2 separate regions of the Ovis aries genome follow, and region 2 is linked to region 1. Evidence: chromatin contacts called from public Hi-C data. All regions are on one chromosome and are shown on one strand. Each heading gives the region's core, a stretch centred on a gene start, on an enhancer-like site or on the middle of the called end of the contact. The rest is flanking DNA. Distances are from core to core; before and after follow the strand shown. Region 1 has its middle 24 kb from the start of PLEKHB1. Region 2 holds the start of DNAJB13 (DnaJ heat shock protein family (Hsp40) member B13).

The links. Hi-C and Micro-C count contacts between places; a contact is called where the count stands out from the background.
Region 2: a Hi-C map of hypothalamus shows a contact between it and region 1, with 2.5 times the contacts expected there. The contact joins the promoter of DNAJB13 here to the enhancer-like site in region 1. A contact is called at or near these places in 6 of 16 Hi-C or Micro-C datasets (hypothalamus, liver, mixed tissues and 2 more).

Annotation. Positions count from the first base shown.
Region 1 is chr15:51,870,311-51,875,374 of ARS-UI_Ramb_v3.0, reverse strand. No RefSeq gene overlaps it. Among named protein-coding and RNA genes, the nearest start is that of PLEKHB1, 24 kb to the right of the region's middle. Within about 2 kb of position 2,559, at least 18 of the 54 cell types and tissues checked have an H3K27ac peak or open chromatin away from gene starts, as enhancers often do. A contact at or near this core is called in liver, where this site is marked.
Region 2 is chr15:52,107,086-52,112,149 of ARS-UI_Ramb_v3.0, reverse strand. DNAJB13 (DnaJ heat shock protein family (Hsp40) member B13) reads right to left here and starts at 2,225. Exons shown (of 8, transcript XM_004016312.5): 1 at 2,105-2,225. The coding sequence starts at 2,172.

The sequences.
Region 1 (5,064 bases), core at 1,310-3,809:
TGGGTACCATATATAAGTGGAATCACAAGTCCTTTTGTGTCCCCCTTCCTCCACTAGGCATGATGTTTTCAGTGTTCATTCATGTTGTAACGTGTATCAGATTTGCTTCCTTTATGTGGCTAATATTCCACTGTATGTATGTACAATATTTTGTTTATTCATTCATCCACTACTGATGGACACTTGTGTTGTTTCTATCTTTTGGCTATTTTAAATAATGCTGCTGTGAACATTAGTGTACCAGTCTCTTGAGTCTCTATTTTCATTTCTTTTTAGTATTTAGAAATGGAATTGCTGGATCATATGATAATTCTATATTTAACTTTTTGAAGAAATGCTAAACTGTTTTTCACAACATCAACACAATTTTATATTCTCAAGCAGTGCATGAGGGTTCCAATTTCTCCACATCCTCAATACTTTATGTTCTGACTTTTTAAATAATAGCCATCCTAATAGGCATGCATTGGTATCTTTCTCATTGTGGTTTTGATTTACCTTTCTTTAATGACTAACGATGTTGAACATCTTGCTTACTTGCCATTTGTATACATTCTACGTTCCTTGCAGGCTGTTCTACTGAGATTTTGGAGGTATGTCTATTGAAGTCCTTTAACCATTTTCAAATTGGGTGGTTTATTAATATTTTTTGTTGCTATTGAGTTAATTCTTCATATAGTCTAGATATTAATTTGATATATGGATTTACAAGTATTTCCTCCCATTCTATGGGTGTTCTTTTCATTCTCAAATAGTGTCCTTGATGCACTAGTTTTAAAATTTTAATCAAGTCCAATTATCTTTTCCTTTTTTGCTTATGTTTTTGGTGTCATATCAGAAAAATCCTTGCCAAATCCAATATCATGAAGATTATTTCTTACGTTTTGTTCTAACAGTTTTATAGTTTTGCTCTTAAAGCTTAGATCTTTGATCAATATGAGTTACTTTTGTAAATGACATAACATAAGGGTCCAACTTCATTCTTTTTAGCATATAAATACTGTTTGCATAGCAACATTTATTGAAGACTGTCCTTTCCTCATTGAATGGTCTTCATACTCTTGTTGAAAAGTGGCCATATGTGTGAGGGTTTATTTCTGTGTTTTCTGTTGTGTGTCTGTCCTTATGCATTACCACACTGTTTTCATTACTGTAGCTTCGTGGTATACGTGGAAGCCTCGAAGTGTGAGTCTTGCTTCTTTGTTCTCATCACTTTGGGTAGTTTGTCATCTTAAGTTTTACAGTCCATGAACACAGGATGTCTTTTCTATATTAGTCTGTTCAGACTGCTGTAACGAAATACCACAGACTGGGCAGTTTATAAACAACAGAAAATTTACTGCTTACGGTTCTGGAGACTGAGAAGTCCAAAATTAAAGCACCAGTGTGATCACCTGGCGAGGTGCTAGTTCATTGCCATAACCTTTTTTTCAGTGAACTCACAGGGTGAAAGGTGTGAGGGATCTCTCTGGAATCCCTTTTATAAGTAGTCCTGTTCGTGAAGGTTCCACCCTCATGACTTAAGCATGTGCCAAAGCCCTATTTACTAATACCATCATCTTTTGGAGGATTTAAGGTATAAAATTTTGGAGGGACACAAACTTTCAGACCATAGCTTTCTTCCCCTGGCCACCCAAAGTCCATATCCTTCTCACATGAAAAATACATTCATTCCATCCCAGTAACCCCCAAATCTACCTGTTCAAGTACTGACTCTAAAGCCTAAATCTGTGAAATTGTTAGTCACTCAGTCGTTTCTGACTCTTTGCAACCCCATGGACCGTAGCCTGCCAGGTTCCTCTGTCCATGGAATTCTCCAGGGAAGAATACTGTAGTGGGTACCCACTCCTTTCTCCAGGGGATCTTCCTGATCCAGGGATTGAACCCAGGTCTCCTGTATTGCAGGCAGATTCTTTACCGTCTAGGCCACCAGTCTCATCCAAATTAGAAATGGGTGTTGACCTAAAACAGATAAACTGCGAGTTACTTCTCCAGGTGGGGGAAGAAAAGGCTTTATTCAGAATCAGCAGAGAATTGCAGTTTGGGATCTGCAACTGTGGCAAGTCCCTGCGTGGCAAGGGAAGGAGAATGGTTTATTAGTGAGGAAAAGAAGGACTGTGAGAAAGTTCATGGCTTTTCATTGGCTAATTCCTTGCCAGGAAAGACTATCATTGCAGAGTCTGAGAGCTCCCTCTTCTGGTCTCCTGACTCTGACGCTTCTGTTGATTAATTTTTTTACATGGGTGAGATTCAGTGTTGATTGAACTTATGAACCCATTAAGTCAAACAAGTTATGTGCTTCCAGAATACAATGGTGGGACAGGCATAGGATAGACATTCCTACTTCAAAAAGGAGAAATAAAGGAATTCCTTTGTGGTCCAGTGGTTAGGACTTCATGCTTTCACTGCCGAGGGCCCCAGGTCAATTCCTGGTCAGGAAACAGATCCCACAAGCCACGTGGCATGGCTAAACAAAAGAAGAAAGGGGTAACAAGTCCTAAGCAAGTCCAAAACCCTAAGGTACACTGGGGCAGGGACCTGCACTTTGGACCTACTGGAGTGGCCACACCCCAGCTCTTGTGGGTTGGAATCTTGTGCTTGTGGCTCTGGAAGTGGAATCTCACACTCAAAACTGGCTCTACCAGTTTGGGGGTTTGAGAGCAGTCCCACCCCCACAACTCTTCTGGGCTTTGCCATCATAGGAGCTCTCTGCTGTACCCTAAAGTGGTTCTCTGATGGGGTTGCACACCAGAGGCCCAGAAGGGTCCATTCTTTGGAATCTGGGTGGACAAAGCTGGCTACACCTCTGAAAGAGCTGCCACCATGGCCTGCACTACACCAAGGGCAGCTGCGGGGCTAGATGCCAGAATTAGGGGATCAGATCCTGCAATGTGAAAGGGTACCAGGCAGCAGAAGCCTCTCCTTTGGAATTAATCTGTCCTTATATGCCCTTTCAGTTTGGGACAGTGATGGCAATGCCTTTGGGGTCATTCTTCTATCGCCTTGGACAATAGGTCCTGTCTTTAGATGACCAACCAATCTCCCCATTGTCTAGAATAGCTCCTAGCTTCTGTTGAAATGGTAGCTCCATATAAATCTTACCAAATCCTGCCACACCCTTTGTATTCTCTCTTAAATGAACTCTCTTATTCAATATGAATAGGCTGAGAATTTTTCAAATTTCGAGTTCCTGTTTCCCCTTTGATTAAGAATTTCACCTTTTTATTATTTTCATTTTCATTTCACTTCAGTGCACCACGTGGCATCAGCTCTCTTAGTTCCACTCACAGGGATCAAATCTGCACTCCCTGCAGTGGAAACACAGAATCTTAACCCCTGGACTGCCAGGGAAGTCCTAAGAATTCCACCTTTTAAATCATTTCTCTCTCCTCATATGTTAAAAATGAAACAACAAACCCCAAATGGAGTCACTTGAGCTAAGCCACAAGTCAACAGGACTTAACCTAACCTAATTGCAGTTTCAGCTTCTTGGAATGTGACCTTTAACCACTTGACCTGGAATTACCTGGTCAGCGCTAGAGAGATAACCCACCCAATAGATCCCATTTGTCCCCTCTAGGAAGATCAATCTGTTCTTTACTAGAAACATTTTTTTCCAACCCCCTGTTGCCTATAAAAAGCCTTCTGTTTTGTAGAGGTCCTCAGAGTCCCTCTCTATCCACTAGATGGGTTACTATTAATGGATCATTGAATAAAGCCAATTAGAGCTTCAAATTTACTCAGCTGAATTTTGTTTTTTAAACATTTGCTGGCAGCAGTTGAACTGAAGGCTACTTCTGATGGCTTTGGGGATGATGAGAAACACAGGCAAACCCATGAACCCTTTTGAGTTCTCTGTCTTTCTCACCATTTTCAAAGATGGTGGGCAAGTTCCTCTTGTTTCTGAGCTCTGCTCTCTTTGCATGGAGCTCCCAATCTAATTGGCTTTCCACCATTCCCTATTTTGAGTGGAAAACCCCATCATTTGGTTCTATCCCCAGATTCCACATCAGGAACTATTGGTGGTTACTGACCACAGTTCAACTGGGTCTGACTTAAAAACCAGACTGGGTCCATTGTGTTTTGTGTAGGTAAAGGCTATTGCTAACAGAAATCTTGGGAGCAGCTATAAAATTGTTGGGCATGGGTTGAGCATTTAAAAGCTGATAGAGCACTTGTCACCAATGCAGAGACTCCTTTGTTAGGATAAGCTGGTCGCAGAACAGGTTACATTGACAACAGGTCACCTCCTAACCTTAAGAAAATTTCCATGCAAAAATACACTGTAAAACATCACACAATTCCCAACTCAGCTGCACATCCTTTTTTTTAAAATTAATTTTTATTGACATATAACTGATTTACAATGTTGTGTTTCTGCTATACAGCACAGTGTATCAGTTATACATATATTCACTCTTTTGCATTTTTATTTTTTAATGTGTTTTTAAAAATATTTATTTTTTAAAGTTTATTTTGGCTGCACTGGGTCTTGGTTGCAACACACAGGACCTTCAATCTTCATTGCAGCATGCATGATCTTTTAGTTGCAGTATTCAAGCTCTTACTTGCAGCAAGTGGGATCTAGTTCCCTGACCAGGGTTCAAACCCCCACCCCTTGCACTGGGAGCATGGAGTGCTAGCCACTGGACCACCAGGAGGTCCCTATCCACTCTTTTTTTTAGATTCTATTCCCATAGAGGTAGGGCTTCCCATAGAGGTAATTGCAGAGTACTTTAGTAGATTTCCCTGTGCTATACGGTAGGTTCTTACTAATCATGTTTTATATATAGTAGTGTATGTATGTCAGTCCCAATCTCTCAGTTTAAATGTATTTTTGACTGCGCTGGATCTTTACTGCTGCACGCAGACTTTCGCTAGTTGCTGTGAGCAGGGGCTACTCTCCAGCTGCGGTGCATAGGCTTCTCATTTTCTCTTGTTGCAGAGCACAGGCTCTAGGGTGCAAGGGCTTCGGTAGTTGCGGCACTTGGGCTCAGTAGTTGCAGCTCTCAGGTTCTAGAGTGAAGGCTCAGTAATTGCAGCTCAGCTCTCGGGTTCTAGTTC
Region 2 (5,064 bases), core at 976-3,475, 240 kb before region 1:
CTTTAAGGGTTGTTTCAGGGAAGAAGGGTTAAAAACTGTCATTTAGAACATAAATTGTCTTTTTAATCACTCTTTATAAGACATGGTTTCAGATGCAAATGACTGCTCTGCATTTTCATCTCATTATCTCATATAATTCTATTTCAGTACCACAACAACTTTTTTTTTTTTTCAAGAGATGGGAAGACTGAGGTTCAGAAAGGTTAAGTAATTTGCCCAGATCCTACAGCTAACAGGTAAGAGAACCTAGGTTCAGACCTCACTCTTTCTAATGCTTCAGTCAGTTCAATTCAGTCGCTCAGTCATGCCCGGCTCTTTGCGACCCCATGAACCGAAGCACGCCAGGCCTCCCTGTCCATCACCAACTCTCGGAGTCCACCCAAACTCATGTCCATTGAGTCGGTGATGCTATCCAACCATCTTACCCTTTGTCGTCCCCTTCTCTTCCTGCCCTCAATCTTTCCCAGCATCAGGGTCTTTTCAAATGAGTCAGTTCTTCCCATCAGGTGGCCAAAGTATTGGAGTTTCAGCTTCAACATCAGTCCTTCCAATGAATATTCAAGACTGATTTTGTTTAGGATGGACTGGTTGGATCTCCTTGCAGTCCAAGTGACTCTCAAGAGTCTTCTCCAAAACCACAGTTCAAAAGCATTAATTCTTCTGCGCTCAGCTTTCTTTATAGTCCAACTCTCACATCCATACATGACTACTAGAATAACCATACCTCTGACTAGACGGACCTTTGTTGGCAAAGTAATATCTCTGCTTTTTAATATGCTGCCGAGGTTGGTCATAGGTTTCCTTCCAAGGAGCAAGCATCCTTTAATTTCATGGCTGTAGTCACCATCTGCAGTGATTTGGGAGCCCCCCAAAATAAAGTCTCTCACTGTTTCCATTGTTTCCCCATGGAAACAATGCTTCTAATGCTTAGGTTATCTTTCTGCTTTCCAACTGCGCTTTCTCCTTGTGACATTTCCCTAGACACGTTTCACTGGCCAACCAAATGTTATGAACGGTGGATGACATCACAGACTATCCTGAATTGTTCTCTAATTGATTCATGAGTTTGTGTCTTATTTCTCAACCACTGTAGACTCTCTCCAGTTAGCTCACTGAGATCCCTTACTGGATGTGATCCATGGTAGGCAACAATAGTAGGCAAGGTGACTGAATATTCACTCTGCTGGTTACTAGGCAAATGGTCCTGGGATAATAATGGTACCTGCTGCTCAGGCTGTTGTGAGGATTAAATGAAATGATAGAAGGTTCTCAGAACAGCATCTGCACAGTTCAATGGAGTGTAGCTATTGTCACTAGTCCATGAAATTATCCTAGATTCCTCCCTTTTTCTTTACCCCTCAATGATCCAATTAATAACTAAGTCCATTCTCTCTTCTCTCTCCAGCTCACTGCCCTGCTTCAAGCCTCATCTTTTTGCCTTGATTATTGTGACAGCCACTGAAGGGGTCTCTCTCTTTCTAATATAGCTTCCACATGCCCTGTATGTCCCCTTTAGTAACATTCATCAAGCTTACTGTGACTTATTCAACATCTGTATTCATCAACAAAATTAAGCTGCACGTCTGATTCACAGTAGTATCTCCAGCTGCTGAGACCACACTGAACCCACATAATACTCACCAAAAAACATTTTTTCAGAAAAATCTTCTGATTCCTGCCCCGGATTTCTCAGAAATACTACAAAGTCCCCGAGACTTGATGGAACTATTCAGAGATGGGATTTATTCAATATCAAAATCCCACGTGACAGCAGAATAAAATTTGTAACATATCTGGCCAGGTCACTCTCCCGTTCGCAATCATGTGGGTCTCTACAATATTAAGGGTAAAGTCTCCTTTGTTCTCACTTTATTTCTAGGAAGACCATGGTACCCAGGAGAACAGACAGGGCATAGAGGGTAAGGGATGATGAATTGGGAACCCTGATCCAACCCAAAGCCAGGATGAGGGTGTGCAAGAAGTAAGAGAAGGAACATGGTTTACCTTGCCTGCCCTAAACTGTGCTAGAAAGTTCAGTTTGGAAGAGATGAGGGTGAGGCCTGTCCCAGCACAACCCAAAAGCTTTGCTCCTGCCCCAACTTACGCATTCTTGATCTGAGCATCTTCTGAATTGCGAGTGATCTGGAGCACAGAGTAATAATCCTGGCCCATGGCTGGCCGGTTGTCAGTCGGTGGATAGTCCTGACTCCAGTGGCAGGTCTGTTAGTCTGCATTCCTTGGTTGCTCCTGACAACCGCACAGGGGCACTCTGGGAGTTGTAGTCCTTCCTTCCTAAGCAAACCCCCTTCTCACCTGTGCCTGTAGAGGAGGGATTGAGAGAACTAGGACTGACTCTGTGAGCCTGATAAGAAACCAGGGTTTTTAGGGAGAGTAGAAATCAGTTTTAATTAAGTTTTCAGAGCAAACAGATTTGGCTTTTTTTTTTTTTTTTACTTTATTTTGCTTTACAATACTGTATTGGTTTTGCCATACATTGACATGAATCAGCCACAGGTTTATTTTAGAATGTTTTCAGATTTTCAGAAAAGGTGTGAAGATAGCATTCTCGTATGCCCCACACCAGGCTTCCCTTATCATAAACACATTACACAAGAATGGTACATTTGTCAGAAATAATAACCCATATCCATACATAATCTATGGGGGCTTCCCAGGTGGTGCCAGTGGTGAGAATCCATCCACAAACGAAGATGACACAAGAGAGGCGGGTTCAATCCCTGGGTCAGGGATTCCTATTCCTCTGGAGTAGGAAATGGCATCCCACTCCAGTACTCTTGCCTGGAAATTTTACATGGGCAGAGAAGCCTGGTAGGTTACAGTCCACGGGGTCGCAAAAAGTCAGACATAACTGAGCGACTGAGCACATACATAATCTATAACTCCATACTTTATTCAGATTTCCTAGTTTTCACCCTAGTGGAAAAAACCCTAGGTTTTTTTTTTTTTTTTTTCCTGTTCCAGGATCTGATCCAGGAAATAACATTACAATTACTTGTCATGTTTCCTTAGGCTCCTCTTATTTACAGCTATTTCTCAAAATTTCCATGTTTTTGATGACTTTGACAGTTTGAGAGTATTGATCAGGTATTTTGTGGAATGTCCCTCATTTGGATTTGTTTGATGATTTTCTTATGATTTCGACTGGGGTTGGGGTGCTTTTGGAAGGAAGACCACACAGGTAAAGTGCTATCCTCATCACATCAGGTCAAAGGTGTGTACCATCACAACTTATCGCCGAAGACATTGACCTTCCTTGATCACCTGCTGAGGCAGTGTTTCTCAGGTTTACCCGTTTCTGGCTTGTACTCTTTGGAAGGAAGAGTACATAACCCACCGTTAAAGAGTGGGGAGTTCCATTGCACCTCCTTGAGGGCAGCAGTGCCGTTTTCCTCTCAGTCACCCACACCCAGCCACCAAGCTCAGACCGTTTCACCTCCTAGACACCTCTCGAGCTCCTGCTCCGCTTGTCCTTCTCCTAGCCATGGCCTTGCTTTGGCTTTCTTCTCTCAGCAAGGCCACCACGACTTCCTCCCTGTCCTGCCACCTTGCCTCTACCCTGCCAAGACCTCACTCCACTGACTGCCCAGTTAATCCAAGCTGTTCATCCTGGCACACACTCTGTGATCGGCCCCCTCGTACTTGCTCTTACCTCTCACACCCACCTGTAGCACCAGCAATTGCCCAACTAACCATTCTCTCTCTCATACTCACCTGTGCTGCCACCTCTGCTCAGACCCTCCCCACCACACCCACCACGGACCCTGGCTTCAACCCAGATATTTTTTTCTTATGAAATAGTCTGTGTGCACAAGAGTAGCATTAGAGCATTTGTTATTGAAGGACAGTTGCCCCTGTGTTCCCCTCCCTACTTAGCCCTCTCTTACTCTATTATTATTGAGTTGGCCAGTAAGTCTGTTCAGGTTTTTCCAAATCATTGAAGAGAAAAACTAGAATGAACTTTTTGGCCAACCCAGTACTATGCATCTATGCAAATAGCATGTTGGTGCATGTGTATGACATCTTCATAGTGGCTCTTTAGCACTCACTGCTGATCCTGAATATTTGGGCATGTGTGTCAACTCTGCAAGATAATGTCAGTTTTCTGATGTGGAGATTCTAATTTATAATGGCAATGTAGTAGTATATGTGCGCTCCTTTTTGCTCCACATTCTCACAATTCTTGGTGTCAAAGTTTTAAATGTTTGCTGATATAGGTGTGAAATAGCATCTCACTGTGGATTTTAATTTGCATTTCTTGGTGGAGGTCTTTTCATTTTTATTGCCAATTTTTTTCTTCGTTGTGAAGTGCCTATTTACATCTTTTGTCCACTGTCTTTCTGGGCTGTCCTTTTTTAGAAAATTGACTTTTTACTCTTTATGTTTTATGTTTCTTTGTTGATAATATAAAATACAAACCCCTTCCACCTTGGAGCTTGTCTTTTTACCGTTTTTTTTTTTTTTTAATGGGGTCAAATTTATCAATCTGTTTCTTTTGGGTTATCCTTTCTGTGTCTAGTTTAAGAAATATTCCCTATACAAGGTCATAAAGATCTTCACCTATATATTCTTCCAAAAGTCCATTTGACTTTTAAATCTTTAATCCACTTAGAACTTATTTTTCTATATATGGTTCCATGTAGGTTTTTTTCTTTTTGATATCCCATTGTTCCAGAACCATTCATTCAACAGTCTGTTGTTTTCCCACAAGTCTGTATGACTGCCGTGTTAAGTACAGAAATCACCTAAATGTATGGTTTGTATCTGGACTACTGCTGTGGCTCCATGGGTCTGTCCCTGAGTCAGCACCTCGCTACAGCCCTTCCTCTTCTCCTCCTTCTTCCTCAGGGGTAATTTCTCTAGATACTTAGCCTCCTATTCCTCTCAAAGGGAAGTGTGTTATTAAGAAAGGAACTAATACCAGTCATACAGGGAAAGAGAGGTGCTACATTTTAAGACTCATCTCTCATTGTGGATGGAAATTCTTGATCGTTCCCTGATGACATTTCGGATACTAATGACGAAAGAACTCTCCTGGGTCCTCTG